Linked DNA regions of Mus musculus: regions 1 and 3 are each linked to region 2. The links are chromatin contacts, called in public HiChIP or PLAC-seq maps. All regions are on one chromosome and are shown on one strand. The core of a region is the stretch at or near the end of the contact, and the rest is flanking DNA. Distances in the headings are between cores, read along the strand shown. Region 1 overlaps Eif2b3 (eukaryotic translation initiation factor 2B, subunit 3). Region 2 has its middle 5.6 kb from the start of Gm25137. Region 3 overlaps Pik3r3 (phosphoinositide-3-kinase regulatory subunit 3).

What was found. HiChIP or PLAC-seq counts read pairs in DNA pulled down with a chosen protein or histone mark.
Region 1: an H3K27ac HiChIP or PLAC-seq map of microglia shows a contact between it and region 2, with 5 times the contacts expected there. The contact joins two enhancer-like sites. A contact is called at or near these places in 1 of 115 datasets of contacts at active chromatin or transcription factors (microglia) and 2 of 9 other capture datasets (liver and pancreatic islet).
Region 3: a CTCF HiChIP or PLAC-seq map of the NIH/3T3 cell line shows a contact between it and region 2, with 6 read pairs. The contact joins two enhancer-like sites. A contact is called at or near these places in 1 of 39 promoter capture datasets (cranial neural crest) and 1 of 15 datasets of contacts at CTCF or cohesin (the NIH/3T3 cell line).

Annotation. Positions count from the first base shown.
Region 1 is chr4:117,039,755-117,042,861 of GRCm38.p6, forward strand. The region is part of intron 3 of Eif2b3 (eukaryotic translation initiation factor 2B, subunit 3); the gene reads left to right. Among named protein-coding and RNA genes, the nearest start is that of Eif2b3, 22 kb to the left of the region's middle. Within about 2 kb of position 1,822, at least 133 of the 459 cell types and tissues checked have an H3K27ac peak or open chromatin away from gene starts, as enhancers often do. A contact at or near this core is called in microglia, where this site is marked.
Region 2 is chr4:116,667,040-116,670,101 of GRCm38.p6, forward strand. No RefSeq gene overlaps it. Among named protein-coding and RNA genes, the nearest start is that of Gm25137, 5.6 kb to the right of the region's middle. Within about 2 kb of position 1,357, at least 102 of the 459 cell types and tissues checked have an H3K27ac peak or open chromatin away from gene starts, as enhancers often do. A contact at or near this core is called in the NIH/3T3 cell line and microglia, where this site is marked.
Region 3 is chr4:116,299,739-116,302,774 of GRCm38.p6, forward strand. Pik3r3 (phosphoinositide-3-kinase regulatory subunit 3) reads left to right here. Exons shown (of 10, transcript NM_181585.6): 10 at 1-3,036. The coding sequence ends at 94. Among named protein-coding and RNA genes, the nearest start is that of Pik3r3, 80 kb to the left of the region's middle. Within about 2 kb of position 1,528, at least 107 of the 459 cell types and tissues checked have an H3K27ac peak or open chromatin away from gene starts, as enhancers often do. A contact at or near this core is called in the NIH/3T3 cell line, where this site is marked.

The DNA of each region.
Region 1 (3,107 bases), core at 572-3,071, 370 kb after region 2:
CTCAGTGAAAGTAAACTGGAAGCTGGCAGCCCTTTTCCTACTGGGGACTACAGACTGGGAATTTTTTCCCTAAGCATTTTCATCCAAAACTAAACCAGTGAAGTCTCCATTATAGTTAACTGTGGAGCTTGTAAAAGCTTACAGATACTTTCAGAGATTGGATTGAGTTGGACCACATAGGAAAATGTAAATTGTGACTGTTTCTAGTCACACCAAGTAGCAATTCATTAGTTCCAGATGGGCAGGGATGGAGTGGGGAGTGGTGTTTTGGATCGTAGCCATTGTTTGTGGAAGTGATGGGTGGGTAAAAGCGTGGTATTTTATTAGGCCCTGGCAGTTTTTTCCCGGGGAGCTATGGTTTTTTTTTTTTTTTTTCCTTGATGTAGGAAATCGTTTGCCAGATTGTATTATTTATCACAATCTGCCGCGGAACAGCTGCCAGAAGACAAAGCTGTTCCAGTAGCTTGGCTCTCCTCCCTCCATCACCACCACGCAGACAAGCATCCGGTTTTCTATTGAACTTTGGGGGTTTTTCCCCCCTAGTTTTCCTTCATGGTTTTGGCTTGATTAAAAATGTTCTTGTAATGAGATATTTCTGGGCTTGCTGTGGCAGTGTAATTGAGTTTTCTGAGCTTAATTTGTTTGCTTTAGTCAACACTAACTGGCAGCAGTTTGTAGTTTGAAATCCTGGGTGTCTTGAATTCTTCCTAAATTCTAAAGTGCTGTTTTCCCTTGGAGACTGTGTGTGTTTGAATACTGTCAACAAGGCACACATTTATTATCTTTCCAAGCTGTGCCTCTCACCCTTATACTTACCCCAGCCTCTTTAGATGCAGGCTTATAATGAGATGTGAAGACTGTTGGGATAGTGAGTAGGTGTGTCTTTGGAGACTCAGGTTAGTTTCCGCATAAGAAGCTGTTAGTGTTAGACAACACTGTTGAAGGCTAGTATGTTCAGATATTGCATTCTGGATCAATGTTAATTCACAGTCCAGACAACCCATGTTAATTTATGACTCGTAAGTCACACATAATCAATAGTACTTCTCAGGCTCATTAGAGTTTACAGTTTGTTTCTCTTAGACTTTTTTCTTCTAGGATTTCCAGCTTTTTGATGGTCAGCAAATCTCTCCTCTGCAAGTGGTGGAACAGCTGCTAGGAGGAGAATGCTTGGCTTGCTTTGAATCTTACCTGTCTCTGAGACAGTCAGTCTGTCCTGCTTTTCAGACTGGGGCCTTTCTTTTCCTACAGAGAACAGATGGCAAACAGACATGAAGGGAGGAGGATTGTTCCTTGTTGTCCTTTGGGATTTTGTATTCATGAAGTGTGACAAAACTTCCTGAGGAGACACAACACATGTCTACTCACCTCAGATAGGGAGCCCACGACAGACCAAAGTATGGATACCACCAAATTCCAAGTTGGTGAGCCAGTGAGTTTAATTTTTATTAACTCCTGAGTTTACTAACGAGAATATGGGTGAGGGGTTGTTTACAAAGAATGATTCAAAGATATCACCAAAGCTCAGCCCAGCATGGGTGACAGCCCATGAGAGCTGGAGAATCTGGAGCATACTGCACAGCCTGGACACAACACAGCTTGACAGGTTGGAGAGTAGCCTTTCTAATTCACTCTGGTCTACACCTCTTCCAGGCAGCAGTTGGCGGTTGCAGCTTTCATTCTCTTAGAGCCTTCCTGATAGCTCAGCTTCCCTTGTCTGAGACGGACTCTCAGCTTTTACTGTTTACTCTGGCAAGGAGAGGCTTAGTGAATCTGGTCTGCTTGGAGGTCGGGGTAAGGAACACACTTGACACACCAACAGCTTTAAAGAGAAGTAAAGGAGGACTGTTGCATAACAGTTCAGTGGGGGGAAAGGGCCATCCACAGGCAAAGAGAAACGAGCCACTGGCCTGCTCCCAATTATGCAAGACTTGCTTGCTTGGTGTTCACAGTGATGACAGATTTAAATACTTCTGCAGATATTGAATGGGGTCAGCATTTATTTCCCAAGACAACTTTGTCACCACTTCAGGGACATCTGCATTGGACTAATTTTCTTTACTTTGAGGTACACTTGATTCAATTAATCATTAAATAGTCAACTTAGAAAAGCAATTATCTTATTAAAGCAACCTAGGAAATAAAAGATTTTCCCCCCTCAACCAGCTGTCCTCATTATGATGAAGTGGAGCAGCTCTGTGCTATTGTACTGAAAAATCACATGCCAAACAGACTTTTTCCTTCTTGGTTTGTGTAGATGCTGTCTCATTTCCTTTTTTTGTTGTTTGGTTTTTGTTTTTTGAGACAGGGTTTCTCTTTATAGCCCTGGCTGTCCTGGAACTCACTTTATAGATTAGGCTGGCCTCGAACTCAGAAATCCACCTGCCTCTGCCTCCCGAGTGCTGGGATTAAAGGCGTGTGCCACCACGCCCAGCTGTTTTGTTTTGTTTTGTTTTTTGTTTTTACAAAAAGAAAATAGTTATAGAAAACACTTTTTGGTTTTATAGCTGGTTTATTTAAATTGAAGTTTAAGAATTTGTTTTCTAGTCAGTTGGCATTAGACTTCTGTCTTCTCTGTTATGCCAAAACCTAAAGGTAGAATGCTTAGGCAAAAATTTCTTAAAATATATTAAGTAGCCTTGATTGACTAGTCACATTTAAACTTCTAGTCCCAGTTTTCTCCAGGCTGCTTAATAGGATCTGGCAAAGCACAGAGAACAGGATTAACAATATTAGACAAGTAAATTGTTGCAGAGGATAATCCAGTTTTCACTGGAGCACCTCTATCTAATACAGAAACTCAACAACAACAAAAAGCTGCCTGTGGTGTTGCATGCCTTTAATCCCAGTACTGGGGAAGCAGAATATCTGTGAATTCGAGGTTAGCCTGGTCTACAGAGCAAGTTCTAAGACAGCCTGAGCTATGTAAAGAGACACTGTCTCAAAAAAGGGATGTGGGTTCATTTCCTTATAAAGTTGCTCTTGATTGTTTTGTGTGTATAACACAGGGTAACCTTGAGTTCCTAATCCATCTGCCTCAGCCTCCTGAGTTTTTAATTATAGGCTTCTGCTACTATACCCAACACAAAATTACCTCTTTTTGAGTG
Region 2 (3,062 bases), core at 107-2,606:
GATTAAAAAAAAAGGGGGGGGGTTGGCAGCTGACAATCGTTTGTAACTCCAGTGTCAGAGGATCTAATGCTCTCTGCTGAGGGCACTACTCATATGTGATGCACAGACAGACATTCAGACAGAACACATATTTACATAAAATGAATGAATTCAGAAAAATACAGGAAGCAGACATAGAAGGATCGATGCAATTTAGAGACCACCCTGGGTTAATCTTAAAATCCTGTCTCCAAAACACAAAATAAATATATTAAATAATAAAAATAAAAATAAATTAAGTAGGGGCTGGAAGATTACTCAGCAGTTAAGAGCACTGACTACTCTACCAGAGGTCCTAAGTTCAATTTCCAGCAACCACATGGTGGCTTACAACCATCTATAATGGAATCTGATGCCTTCTTCTGGTGTGTCAGAAGACAGATACAGTGTACTCATATTTTAAAAGAAAGAAAGAAAGAAAGAAGAGGGGCTGGTGAGATGGCTCAGCAGGTAAGAGCACCCGACTGCTCTTCCAAAGGTCCTGAGTTCAAATCCCAGCAACCACATGGTGGCTCACAACCATCCGTAATGAGATCTGACTCCCTCTTCTGGTGTGTCTGAAGACAGCTACAGTGTACTTACATATAATAAATAAATCTTTTTTAAAAAAGAAGAAGAAAGAAGAAAGAAAGAAAAAAGCAGGGCATGGTGTCCCACGCTTTTAATCCCAGCACTTGGGAGGCAGAGGCAGGTGAATTTCTGAGTTCAAGACTAGCCTGGTCTACAGAGTGAGTTCCAGGACAGCCAGGTCTACACAGAGAAACCCTGTCTCGAAAAACCAAAACAAAAAACAAAACAAACAAACAAACAAAAAAACCAAAGGGGAAAAAAGAAAGAGAACAAAAAAAAGAAAAAGAAATTTGAAAAAAAAAAAACCCCTTCACTTTTTGGAGATATTTTGGGACCAAGGGAAAGAGTCCAGAACACTAGTGGGAACTAAGTATAGTAGTTATTACTTATTGTTATTGAGTAGATTCCTGCAGAGGCGTCTGGGGTAGAATTGTCACTTCCCCTCTCCCACTCTATCCCTTGAAAGTGCAACTTAGCCCAACAATGCAGGACTCTAGAGCTAGGTTGCACCCTCCCCTCCTCTACATGAATGCACACATGTGGGCAGGCACGTGTGCTCACACATGTAAACATTCACACACCTGTGTGTGGAGTGCCAGCTGAGGGCATAGAAGATATACCAGGGCAGGACTCAGACAGGAAGATCAGTGCTGAAGTGAGGTCGTGGAAAGAAGACTACAGCCAGCTAAAATCACTGGTCTGTGGTTGGAAGGTGGGAAGGAGTGAGAGGGAGTCATATGAGCAGAGCTGGCAAGGCAAAGGGGAAAAAAATGCAGAAGGAAGCAGTCAGCCTGAGTCATGTGGCAGTACTGATTTCTTCTGTTAACTTCATTTCCTGAATTTACAGACTTCTATTGCGAATGTCACCCACAAAGGGTGCTCTGTTAGAAGTGGGTAGAAGTGATTGAGTTAGTTGGACAATATGGCCCCTGGCCATAATTTCAAGAGCATTATAAATTCAAGGCAAGCATGGGATAAATAGAAAGATCCTATCTTTTAAAAGAAATGCTGGAGTCAGGCCTGGAGCCAGGCATGGTAGTGCACTCTGGAGGCAGAGGCAGGCATACCTCCTTGAGTTCGAGGCCAGCCTGATCTACAGAGTGAGTCCAGGACAGCCACAGCTCTGTTACACAGAGAAAACAAACAAACAAACAAACCAACAAACAACAACCACAAAAATCTAAAAACAAAACCTGAGTTTGATCCTCAGTACCATATATATAAAAGCATGATTTACTCATGCAGGTGACAGATATTTAATGATAACTGCCATGTGAAAGGATAAACAGGTGCCACTCAGGGAGTTTAAGGAAGCCGGGGAGCAGCAGCAATCTAGGCTGAAGGACTAACATATGCCAACTGTGAAAGAGTAAGCAGGGTCCTACATTCCAGCACATTCTACACCTGTTTGAATAAGGCAGGGCTGTAGCTTGGTTGCCAGACTGCAGCCTAGCATATGTGAAGCCCTGGGTTCAAACTTGGTACTGAATAATCTTGGATATGTTCAGTGATATATCCCTATAAAGACCAATGTTACCCTTTACTTCATAGTAAGGTCCAACCGAGCCTGGAGTACAGGAGATTATGTTGTAAAAGAAGGAAGGAGAGAGAGAGAGAGAGAGAGAGAGGGAGGGAGGGAGGGAGGGAGGGAGGGAGAGAGAGAGAGAGAGAGAGAGAGAGAGAGAGAGAGAGAGAGAGAGAGAGAGAAGGGGAAAGGAGGACTGGAGAGATGTCTTAGTGATTGTTCTTCCAGAAGATCCAAGTTCAATTCTCAGTACCCATATGGGGGTTAAGACCCACCTATAACTCCATTCCAGAGTATTAGATGCCCTCTTCTGGCCTTCAGGGGCAATGCATGCATGCACAAGGTATGCAGGCATACACGTAGGCAAAATAAACACCAATATGAATAAAACAAAAATAAATAAATCTTTTAACACAGAGAACATAGCCCTGGAAGGTGGTGGCACATGCTTTTAATCTCAGCACTCAGGAGGCAGAGGCAGGTGGATTTCTGAGTTCGAGGCCAGCCTGGTCTACAGAGTGAGTTCCAGGACAGCCAGGGCTACACAGAGAAACCCTGTCTCGAAAAACCAAACCAAACCAAACCAAACCAAACCAAACCAAACCAAACCAAACAAAACAAAACAAAAAGCAAAAAAAAAAAAAAAAACAAAAAACAAAAAACAAAAAAACAAAAACATTTACCAACCATACAAACAAAAAACCCACAGGTAACTAGCACATGATTCTCTCTGAAGACACAAGACTTTAGGAAAAAAATTAAGTAAATCCAATAAAAAAATAAAGGAGAGATTGGGAAGATGGCTCAGTGGGCAAGACTGCTTGCTCTGCAATGCTGTGACCTGAGTTCAAATCCCAGTGCTGGAATAAAGCTGGGCAGGGCTGTAAGTGCCAAGGGGTACAGGATTGGAGGTGGGGGTATGAATCAT
Region 3 (3,036 bases), core at 278-2,777, 370 kb before region 2:
TTACCAGCAGACATCCCTGGTTCAGCACAACGACTCCCTCAACGTCAGGCTCGCCTACCCTGTCCATGCACAGATGCCTACGCTCTGCAGATAAGCAGAGTGGAAGAGACACGCTCTCTAGCCGTTTTTTTCCTATGGTTTTTATTAGACTACGATGAGGGCATTCTTTCAACGTAGACTGCTTGTTTTGCACAAGTGATTCTGTGAATGTGAAATGGAGAGGCCAAGCAGTAGCTTGGATTTAGAAATGAGGGGCCCAGGGTCTCTGGCCTCGGCTGTGCTGCTGCACTGATGGACTAAGCTGGAAGCAGATATTGGTTTCATGGGGTTTGGGTTTGTTGTCAGGCACCTTTAAAAGAACAGCTAAGGCTTGTTGTGGGTTGGGGTGGGGGTTTTATTTGGAAGTTTCTGAAGAGTCCACATCCCTTTGTCCTCAACCCTAAGAATGCAGCAGGTCACAGTTCTGCTGGGAGTTGTTTTGATTTGATAGTCTCTTCCCCTTTCCCCCAAATAAAGAGCCGATTTTGGCTCTGTGGTAAAGTGGGATTTGGTTTGGAGGGAAAAACAACCAAAGGAAAATAGGGAGGTATGGGATTACATTTTCAGAATCTAAACCAAGGAGGCAAAAGACCCCTTCAGTTGATGTTACTTCAATTTTATCAACATAATCTAGGCTTCAGCATCTTCACCAACTCCTCCCTCTAAAGCACTGTGTTCAAAAACCAACAAAGCAGCATCGCCAGACCAAGGTCTAAGGGGAGGACAGTAGTAGCTGAATGTACACTTCTGTACCAAAACTTGAAAGACTAGAAATGTGAGTTTCAACAAACACTAAAATTGGTCAGTGTATTTCCTTTTGCCCTGGCCTTGTTTCTCAGATGAGGAATAGAATTATTTTGTGGAAATAGTAAGCTTTGAGTCATAATGAAGTTGGTGCTTGTGTGGTGTTTCTTTAAAGAAATGTTTGAAACCCTTGTAAGTTGTTTTATGAGTAAAGAAACAGTGCAATCCAGTGCTTTTAGATGGCTTGATATACCAAATAATGATAGAGAACAACATTGTTGTGTGCTTCCTCAAGTTTAAAAGCCTTGCCAAAACTATACAAGGATTAATTTGCCTTCATCTCCCCTTCCTTTTTTGGATAGGGTTTAGGGAGCCATAGGTAGCTAAAGGAGGACTCGAGTTTGTGGTCAGAGACCTCAGTAAATCACAGGCACATGAGGCCTGGTATCCATGGTGAAGGGTCCATCACATGACATGTTATTCAATACTGTGGTTGAAGCGTTTGCCAGAAGAGGGGATGACGTGGAGTTCAGACTATCTGGGGAAATAATCCACAGGCTTTCCTGCTTGCCCTTTTTGTGAGCCTGCTGTTAAGGCAGTGCACACAGCCTGCTCTCATGCTTCCGTGGCTGTGGTTTAAGCCTTCAGCTAAGTGAAGTTAGATAGAGGAGAGGGCAGCCATCTATTTATGGATTCACACTCATTTAAGAGTTCAGCTGCTTCAGAGTCAGTTCTGGAGCCATAACAGGCTCAGTATGACTCAGCTGCTTGAGCCCAGTAATGTGCAGTCAGGCAGTTTAGACAAGCAGCCTGTGCCTGGGTCATCAGGCTTACAATCAGGGAAGATGAAGTTTGGGGGCCAAAATAAAGATGAATATGACTTTCCCTGAGCACTTCCTTTGGTGACAGTGTCTAGAAGAAACCACAGTATAGAGATAGGTCAAAAGTTTTGAATAATTGTCACAGTTGATAGGGCATGCCATTGATGGCTTTTTCTTGTTCATGCTCCAGTGTGAAAGAGAGGAGATTGACCACCCTCAGCCACTCTGTAAGGCCTTTTTCAAAATTGCCAGCTTAAAATCTTGCTCAGTTTACCAAGTAATGCCAGGCTATTTGTTGATTGGAATACCTGTGACTTTGTACTGATGTTGAACTTGCTGAAGCAGTTATATGCTCAAGATTAGGTGTGAGGAATCCCTCTGATCCAGCACTAAAATTTTAGTATGTCCTGAACGCCTTTTTAAAGAAATCTCTTCCAAGTAAGTCAAAATGATAAAATATACAGCTTTAGTGTTGAATAATGTCTTTACCTTGTAGGCAGACATGGAAGATATGCAGGAGAAAGCAGCATCTACACCTGGGCTGGACAATGGAGAAAGACAGGTTTTCAGTCCTATATTCTTTCCCTTTGAGTAACCACTTTGTGGGAGCTGAGACCAGGGATCATTTAATAAATCGGAAGCTATCTTTTTATTTTTCTGCCAAGTTACTACATGATTTATCTGATCCTGAGCTGTGGAAATGGCATGAGGAGCAGTCTCCTAAGAGTGGCCCTGCTGTCTGAGGGAGTCTGGAAGCAGGTGTTGGTCTTCTTCTCAAGGCTAGCTCAAAGTTCTGTCTCATGATCTAGGCCCTGGGACTATCTCTTTTGGCATCTTAACTGTAGACTCATTGACTAAAGCAGAGGCTAGAGACAGATTAGGACCATAGGGGCAGGCAGATCAGCCAGTCCCCAGATCAGCCAGTCCCCAACAGGAAAGCAGCTTTGGGTTGGCTAGATACAGTTTTTAAAATAAAAACAAAACAAAACAAAGCTGTTTCCACCTGGCATAGTTCAGCTTAGGTAGGTTGTTTATGTTCTTGTCACTGCTCCAGCAATAGATGAAGACATCCTACAGCTCCACACTACTAAGACACAAGCTTTCTACATTTACTTCAGACTCAAGCCCGAGTGGCATCTTCCTTGTGTCCCTTCTCTGCAAGGTACCAGCTTCACCCATTCTCCAGAACTTTAAAGAAAAAATGTACTTGAACAATTTCTGATTTCTAGGATGATCTCTACTGCCAGTTAGATCTTCTTGAGGTTTCCATGACATCATACACCAGAGGTCCATTCTTGGTCCTTTGCTGCCAACTGCTCATTCTTGACTTAGCTCTAGCCATTTGTGACAACCACCCTTGTTTCCTTACAAATCCTCGCATGTAACTTTGGTACTTTGTTGTTTCTTGTGAAGAATCTATTCTGTTGTCTTT